Regions from separate parts of the Mus musculus genome. Here regions 1 and 3 are each linked to region 2. A link is a contact called in public Hi-C and HiChIP or PLAC-seq data. All regions are on one chromosome and are shown on one strand. Each heading gives the region's core, a stretch centred on a gene start, on an enhancer-like site or on the middle of the called end of the contact. The rest is flanking DNA. Distances are from core to core; before and after follow the strand shown. Region 1 overlaps Rora (RAR-related orphan receptor alpha). Region 2 overlaps Rora (RAR-related orphan receptor alpha). Region 3 overlaps Rora (RAR-related orphan receptor alpha).

The links. A called contact is a pair of places that touch in the nucleus more often than the background predicts. HiChIP or PLAC-seq counts read pairs in DNA pulled down with a chosen protein or histone mark.
Region 1: an H3K4me3 HiChIP or PLAC-seq map of the SCID.adh cell line shows a contact between it and region 2, with 14 read pairs. The contact joins two enhancer-like sites. A contact is called at or near these places in 1 of 15 datasets of contacts at CTCF or cohesin (stem cell-derived epiblast-like cells), 27 of 484 Hi-C or Micro-C datasets (CD4 T cells, CD8 T cells, CD8 central memory T cells and 12 more) and 5 of 115 datasets of contacts at active chromatin or transcription factors (CD8 T cells, the SCID.adh cell line, T-cell acute lymphoblastic leukemia and 2 more).
Region 3: a contact with region 2 is called in a Hi-C map of liver, with 1.8 times the contacts expected there. The contact joins two enhancer-like sites. A contact is called at or near these places in 6 of 484 Hi-C or Micro-C datasets (LSK cells, frontal cortex and liver) and 1 of 115 datasets of contacts at active chromatin or transcription factors (kidney).

Annotation. Positions count from the first base shown.
Region 1 is chr9:69,149,133-69,151,832 of GRCm38.p6, reverse strand. All of the region lies in intron 1 of Rora (RAR-related orphan receptor alpha), which reads right to left. Among named protein-coding and RNA genes, the nearest start is that of Gm46153, 160 kb to the left of the region's middle. Within about 2 kb of position 1,447, at least 16 of the 459 cell types and tissues checked have an H3K27ac peak or open chromatin away from gene starts, as enhancers often do. A contact at or near this core is called in the SCID.adh cell line, where this site is marked.
Region 2 is chr9:68,957,733-68,960,432 of GRCm38.p6, reverse strand. All of the region lies in intron 1 of Rora (RAR-related orphan receptor alpha), which reads right to left. Among named protein-coding and RNA genes, the nearest start is that of Gm31262, 140 kb to the right of the region's middle. Within about 2 kb of position 1,307, at least 9 of the 459 cell types and tissues checked have an H3K27ac peak or open chromatin away from gene starts, as enhancers often do. A contact at or near this core is called in the SCID.adh cell line and liver, where this site is marked.
Region 3 is chr9:69,109,186-69,111,885 of GRCm38.p6, reverse strand. The region is part of intron 1 of Rora (RAR-related orphan receptor alpha); the gene reads right to left. Among named protein-coding and RNA genes, the nearest start is that of Gm46153, 200 kb to the left of the region's middle. Within about 2 kb of position 1,350, at least 12 of the 459 cell types and tissues checked have an H3K27ac peak or open chromatin away from gene starts, as enhancers often do. A contact at or near this core is called in liver, where this site is marked.

The DNA of each region.
Region 1 (2,700 bases), core at 198-2,697, 190 kb before region 2:
AAAACAATGTGTATATGTGGTACTTGCATATGATGTATGGTGTGTGTGTGTGTGTGTGTGTGTGTATGCACGCATGCACACGCGCGCACCCATGTGCAGATTCCTGAAGGAGTGCATATCTAGGACAGAGGAGGTCACCAAGTGTCTGTCTGGCTCTATCGCTTTTGGCCTACTTCCCTTCAGACAGGGTCTCTCAGATATCCTGGAGATCAAAGCTTTTGGGTTTGCTGGGCTGGTCAGGAAGTTCCAGGGATCCTCCTGACTCCACCCTTCACAGTTCTGGGTACACAGGCACAAGTGACAATACATGACTGTTACATAGTTGCTGGGTATCCAAACTCAGGTCTCCCTGCTTATGTGTGCAAGTGCTCTTACCTGCTGAGCCATTCCTATAAGCTGTTCACTCCTAGTCTCAAGCAGGAACATTGGCCAGAAGGACCACCCCTTCCCACTTTAGGCTCCTCAGAAGGGTGTAAAGTGAGAGGTGGGATCAGGAGGCTAATATACAAAAGGGCGCAGCCCTAAGTGGGAGGGAAAGGTGGATGTTTACATTTCTGCTTCTCTTGGGACTGTTAAAAAAAAAAGGAAGGTAACTGTTTCTAAGCAGGGTCACTGTTGACTAGTTTTAAGCACCTACTGTGTTACAGGAGAGTCTGCCACATCTCAGAATAGAATGGGGCAAGTTCATACTGCTCAGCCTTCCACTGAGAGGAAAGTTGGCTGAGGGAGGAGGACTGGATTATCCTTCATTCCTGCCAGCGAGTCAGCAGCCCATCCTCTCTTCAAAGCCCAGGCCTAGACAGGCCCTCAGTCTTGCTTAGGACAGGGCCCAGCCTGAATCCTCCTCTGCAGGTGTCTCCCTTGGGGCTGTGGATGCCCCACTGTGACTGGGGGTGGGGTGGGGAGGGAGAGCCTCTGGTGTTCAGGGAGACGAAAAACAGTCTTTGGGCAAGCAGGGGGTTAATAGCTCATAAAATAAAACTCTTTAACACAAAAATGTTATTTTAATTGTATTACATTGAGGAGCCCTGAGGGTCGTGGGGTAGATAATCAAAAAGGACAAGGAGGAAATTAAAAAAGGGAAGAAGGCAATCAGAAAGGCCATTTAGGAGAGCCCCTTAATCCTCCATAGAAAGAACACTAATTATACCACAGAACCTCCTTATAATTAACCCTGATATAAAGTGCTTTTTCTGAGCAGTAATAACTTCCATATTCGCAATCGATTTGATCGCAAACTCACAAACAGCAGCTCTCACAGGTTGGCCCAGGGTTCCCTTCGCCAACCAGCCTGGAGATCACCCCATCGTCCACTGGCACAAAGACAAACGGGGCTGCCCTCTGCTAACTCCAAGGCTCTGCCGCACAGCACTTGCCTGCCTCTTTTAACTTCATCGCTCCCTTGGCAGGGAGAGCGAGCGTGCAACTCTACCACCCTCGTGCCTCCCTCTCCTGCCTCGTGACCACTTCCCTCTGCAGCTTCAGCCTTTCCTGGGAGCTTGAGAGATGCCTGTGTAGCAAACCCCACTGAACACCCAGATGCAGACAACCAGGTTCATATCCGTTCAAAATAAGAGCCCCACATCCTTCTGGTGGACAACCGATCCTGTCTGAACCCAAGCTTCTCAACTGTCAACTAGAAAACTTCAGGCACAAAACAAACCAACTAGAGGATGTAGACAGTAATGGATCCCGGCGTCCAGAACCTCGCTGCGGAGAAACCATGAAAGTAAAGTCACAGGGAACCAGTGAGCGCTGAGAAGGGGCTAGGACAGACTGTTAGTGACTTTTTCTTCTTTCTTTTTCAATGGCCTGAGAGTGAAAACAATCCATCCCCGTCCTCACATGAACCTGCAGTTACTCTTATCCCACCTGTAAGAAAAAGAAGCTGCATCTCTGATCCCATGAGATCCCCCGGGGAGATAGTCTCAATGCGGCCCCTGCCTGCCAAGTGTAACTCTAGGAGAGGCACAGGTCATTGGTGACATTCAAGGTGGGTGTGCCCTGGGGGGGGGGGATCTGTCCCACAAGCCTGCACTCTTAGACCTGGGGTTGCCCTCTCTCTACAATTTCTCGACTTTGAAAGGACAGCCGATTCACAGTGGCCCCTTCTCCTCCTGCTTCACTTGGAGATGGGGGGAGCCAAGCTGATCACCCAGCCAGTGTTTTTCCTCTGTATCACAAGAGCAAACGCCAAAGGAATTTTTCCATTTTCTCTTGCTCGCTATTGGAACCCAGACCTCATTTCTATGTCCCATCTGGGTGATTATTATTCTTATTTTATGGAGAACATAGCAAGATACGAAGATGCTGCTTCTTCTTCTCCTTCTTTTTTTTTTTTTTTTTTAACTTTTAAAACCAGAATCTGTAGTACAAAGACAGATATGCTGTTTCATTCAGTAACATGGGTTAAGGATTGGCAGTGTGCCTACCCACCTTGGACCTTTACTGCTCTGGCTCTTTTAAGGTCCAGATCGTTCTTGCTAAAGGATCTATTCGTTTGAACAGAGCTTTGTATCTCATCAATACACACAAACACAGGATGTTGGTTCATCTCCGCACTTTAAAATATCACTGCTAAAATATAGACACACGATGTATTTATAACTATAATTTGCTAAGAGAACATTAAAAAAAATCTGCAGTAACTCTTGTAATTCATTCATTGGCTTTACCATATGTGAAGCACTATATGTGTTC
Region 2 (2,700 bases), core at 58-2,557:
ACCCTCTGCTCCCAAAGCCATTTACATGGCTGCACCTAAGAACACAGGGCCAATCTAGTCTTTCATCATCACCAGGCAGCTGGTCTGATTTTACTGACAGACAATAGATGGCTGCCTTCCTGTTGTAGTTTCTAGGTTCTTGGTTCTCAGAGGGAAGGCGAAGCTCCTTCATCTCCCCTCCTCTATGTATTCTTTTAAGAGTTTAAATCCCTTGCATGGGGATTAAATAAATCATCCTGCAAAGAGACCGATTTGAAATACAAATATAAGGAAGAGTTGATTCAGGGCAATGGACTCCTTCCCCAATGGGTAAGTAAAAAAGCAAAACACTGCATATTTATTTGGGAAGCCACGTTGGGTAAAGAGGAAGGTTTCGGTTAGCTCTTAGGAAGAAGATCAGAGAAGCAGGGCAGGGGAAACAAGCCTACCAGAAGCCCTGAAAACTGTCCATTATGTTGCTTAAGGTGCAGCCTGGTACACCCCTCTAGACTCCAGAGAGATACTTAGACGATCCATTAAGAGATGTGATTTAAATTTTTCAGTGCAGCTTTCCGGAGGCACAATTTATATATCGGAAAAATCCACATGCATAAATGTACGATTTAATGACTTTTACCAAATGTACAGAGTGAGTGGTCACACCACTGGCAGGATTTAGCACTAGAAACACGTATAATTTGAAGAACTAATACCCAGCAAAGGGCATGCAAGGCTACCTGTCTGTCACCACACTCTTGGACTGTCTGCTTGTTACACAAGGTCCACCAAGCTCTGTCCTGGCTTCTGAGCTAGGGGGAGGAGGTGAGCTTAGAAGCCTACCACCCTGAACTCAGTCAGACTCAAGATGTGAGTCTTGATATAGACCCAGAAGCCCACCACTGACTCTGTAGCCTCCATGTCAACTCTCTGGAAAGTCACTTGGAGCTCCTAGGCCACCTCCAGTTTGTAGAGCCAGGAGAGCCAGTGTGAGGCTAGCCTCCACCCCAGCCTCCTCCATCCACTTCTCTTTGAAAAGTCTGGAGGAAATTGACCAACATCTGGGCATTCCATGCTGGCTGCTGAGTCTCCTTATTGTTCTGTACGTCTTAAAGACAGTCAGCATAGCCCCCACCACCAAAGCTATGTGACAGGGGCTGGGCTGTCCTTTCATCTCAGGGTGCTAAGTAACCCACCTCATCCTGGTCTTGCTGTCAAGAGGAAACCAGAAAAAGCAGCCCTAGTTTAAGGCCAAGGAGAGAACAAAGCCTCCTCCGAGCCTTGTTGACGTTTGTTAACAGCAGCCTGGGTAAAGAATGGGATTTGAGCAAATATTTGCTTGAGTGTAGAACCCGCTGAAACGCTCTGCAGTTACCCTCTAGGGTCAAGTCACAGAGGTAGCATGAGAGTCAACTGGAGTTCTGAGCAGATTGTTAGAGGCACCATGCATGCCAGGCTGTTCTCTCTTCTTAAAATTCACTTTGTCTCATGGTGCCACTTTGTTTCGTGTGTGTTCATGTGTGTGTTCATGTGTGTGTTCATGTGTGTGTTCATGTGTGTGTTCATGTGTGTGTTCATGTGTGTGTTCATGTCGAGGCAGAGGATAGACAAACTCAGGGCAAACGTGTCAGCTTTCCCCCTTTCCTTCCCTGTTGGTTCTTTTGAAACAACTTCTCAAGGTTTTACTAGGTAGCCAAGGCTAGCCTCAAATTTGTAATCCTTCCACCTCCGCTTTCCAAACACTAGCTTTATTGGCCTGCACATCAGACTTAGACAGCAAATTAATATAGAACTTTCCATGGTGATGTAAATTCTCTTTCTGACCAGTGCAATACTGGAGTCTCTAGTCCCTGTGTCCACAGAATACTTTAAATGAGGTTAGTGTGGTTGACGAACCACATTTTAAACTTCACAGGCTTTTAATTACTTTGAATTTAAGTATAAACAGGCTCTCATGGCCGGTGGCTCCTATGAGGGACAGGAGGGGACCTTTGGCTCTAAGAAGCCATGAAAGAAGCAGGGGAACAGGATAGGAGTCTAGGTTATACCAAGGAAAGCTTACATTTCTCAGCCAGTTACTAATTCCGGGGTCAAGCCCAAGACAGCAAGTCACATGAAACCCCAGTTTCTTTCTTCTGACAAACAGAGCTGATAATGGCTCCCTCTCAAATATACTGCAACCATTAAGTGAGCTAAAGCTCATGGTATATTATCTACCATGTACTGAGGGCTCCAGAGATGAAGGCTATTAGAATACCCATGCATTAGCCCTGAAAAGGCTATTTGTTGCTCTGAGTAACCCAGTATTTTGCTCACCAACATATTTACATCTAAAATAGAAGGGAGGGAAGATAGGTTTTTCCATCCACTGGGTGGAGACCAGAGAGGGAGGAGGAGGAGGAGGAGGAACGGAGGACAGGCATTTTTGCTTAGTTGACATTTTTTCCCAAGGCTGTTCCTGAAAGTGTCCTTTGATTGATTGGTTGAAATTACACAACATCTAGACAGATATTCAGATTCTCCTAGATGCCTCTGCACTGTATTAACCCTTTCGGTCCCACGAAAGCTATCTAGCTGGTCAGGGAGTATGTACTACTTGGCTCCCAATTCTCTAGAAGCAAAGGACAAGTCCTTGAAGTCCAACACCACTGCAAAAAAATAGCCGTAAACATTGGGTGGCACTTTGTATACTACTTGGGTTTTTTTTTTTTTTTCTTGAGCTGG
Region 3 (2,700 bases), core at 101-2,600, 150 kb before region 2:
TAAGAAGCAAACCGGTGAAGGATGAGCAAGGCCTGTGTGAGATCAACAGGAGAGAGGAAACTGGAGCCCTGTGGGTTTCCACTCCATGACTTCAACAGACACCTTGATTTATTTGGGGGAAACACTAGAGGATCGAAATGAGATCTCACTGTGTGTAGCTCAGGCTGGAACTGAGATTGTCCTACCTCCTTTCCCCAAGTGGTAGGAGGATGGCTGGGTATCCCCCACATCGGGCCCTCACTCCTCGTTACCAGAACTGTGGCTGCAAGCACAAGGGACGGGGCAAACTCCTCAACATTGCTATTTCCTTCCCTCAGTAACTGAGAAAAAATGAAAAGAGAATCAAAGAGAAAACAGGCTGAAGCCGAGGACTGGCTTTCAGGTCATTCTATGCTTCCAAAGAGGAGAAATTTGCCTGTCATGTCTATAATTTAGAAAGCTCTAATGGGTGGCTCCTAATTTATTTATTACTCATAGAAAGTTGTAAACATCCCTCCCTAAACCATCAGGAAATAATCTGGGCAGGAGTCAAGTGCTTCAGACATTTGGCACTTTTAATGGGGCTGTTGTTGGACATAGTTCTGATCTCTGAGTCTAATTTATCTCCTTCCTTACATAGGGTTGTGGGTAAGCTATTCACCTGTGTGGTGTGTGTGTGTGTGTGTGTGTGTGTGTGTGTTAATTCAATTAAGATAGTCAAAAGGCATCTTAGCTTTGTCATCGTCTCCTTTGCAGACTGCCAGCTTAATAGGAGATTCCAAAATTAGTAAAAAAAAAAAAAAAAAAAAAAAATTAAATAAATAAAAAGAAAAAAAAGCCAATTTAACAACAACAAAAAGGGGCATTAGCAGAATATACAAGCTGGAGAGTCAAACAGAATTGTTTGAAATACCTCAGCCTGGTTTCAAAGAGCTTCCTGCCGTCGAGCCCAAACACCCAGACAGGTAGACCGCTGTGAGATATGTAGGCGCTGCCTGCTGCCTGCTCCTTAGATGGTGGGAGCATTTGAAAGCATCAAAGTTTCCCGTATAGATGAGTGTACATTTATCCCCGAGTCTGTGATCTCTGCACTTGCCTATTGTAACTTGCTGTTTAATAGCTTGGCAAACCTTGCCCCTCACAGACTACAGATTCTTCCCCCCCCCCAGCCCCCCTTAAGGATCTGCTTCTCTCCCAGGAGAGTCTCGCTGGGGCTGAGTTTTGAAAAGTTTTCGTTCCTGGGCTTGTGCGAAGATATGGGGTCACTCTTTGAATTCAGCACTGTTGAAAACCTCACTTGCTGGCTTGGCTTTTCCTCACCCTTGGCGTTGGTGATTGGTGTCTGCATGTGGCCAGTTGGTGCCCTCTAACCATGGGGCAGGTGCCAAGAACCAGCCCTGCTAAGAACGAGGAACAACCACAGCCTTGCCCTGTACAGACCCATCACTCCATAAAAACAAGATCAAAGGTCTCCACCTGGCTGCCCACAGACATGGACTGCCTGGACTCTGGCCATGTTCTCAACTTCAGATCACAACTGCAGGGGACACTTCAGACCGAAATTTGTACTGCACATTTCTAATAATCTGAAATCTGGGATCATGTAGCGCTTCCTGTCCTGAGGAGCCTAGTGTACATCAGACCTCCTCCACACTGCAGAGTCCCTTCAATTTGGCTCTCTTGCTACCTCTGTTACCTGCTGGGCCACTGGCTTTTTGAGTCTGTGACCTATGATAAGGACACCTCACACAAAGGCAAATAATGACTGGTAAACTTGGGGGACAGACAGCTGATGTGGCTTCCTGCTGATTTTCAGGACAACACCAGGATAGGATTACAACACCCTGTGTGGCTAGGGAGAAATTGAGGCCCTTGGATTTTCAGTGCCTTACTGCATTCTTGCTGCTTAGGGAGTGAGTGAGCCAGGTATCAAAGCCTGGGCCATCTTTGTTCTTTCTGGCTAGAAATGTGAACACTAGCCAGAACCCACACTGCATCCTCTTGCTTGACCCACTCTAGTCTGGCCATGCTGACTATGCGCCAGGCATTTTGAGTCCTAACTTCCTTCTTTTCTGTTTGTATATTGACCTCCTGTCTACTGAGCTTTCTCCCACAACTTCCCTTCTGTGTCTGAAAGCTCCTCCTCTTGAAAGATTCCACTTACTTGTAAGCCTCTGTGTTAAGACCCCTTCACCCCAAAATCTGACCTCAGAGCTCCCAGAGTCTATTTCTGTAACCCATTCATAGGAAAAGGCATCCCACACAGCCACTGTCAGTTCCTTAAGGGCAGACTCTGCCTCAGGTGTCCCCTCAAGCCTGGTTCTAGTCCTGACAGGCAGGCAATAGTCATTGCAGGGTGGGCTACTAGGTGGAAGAACCTGAACTACACTCATGTCAGGATGTCCTTGAGTTGGAGGACTGAACATAAATCCCACCAGTGTCACCACTGGGTTCCTCCTACCAGGAATGCAGCTCACTTATCCAGCATGACTTCTGATAAATGAGAGCTTGTCACTGAGTCTTCTTTTAGCAGAAGGCATCACAGTCTTAAGTTCTTCAAGGAGCTTCAGATTTGAAACCCATCAGTCAGGTACTGTGGCACCCACCTATAATCCCAGCTCACGGAAGGTAGAGGCAGGGGGATTCGGTGTTCACGATCATCCGCAGCAACATAGTGAGTTCAAACCTAGCCTTGGATACATGAGACTCTTTCTCAAACCA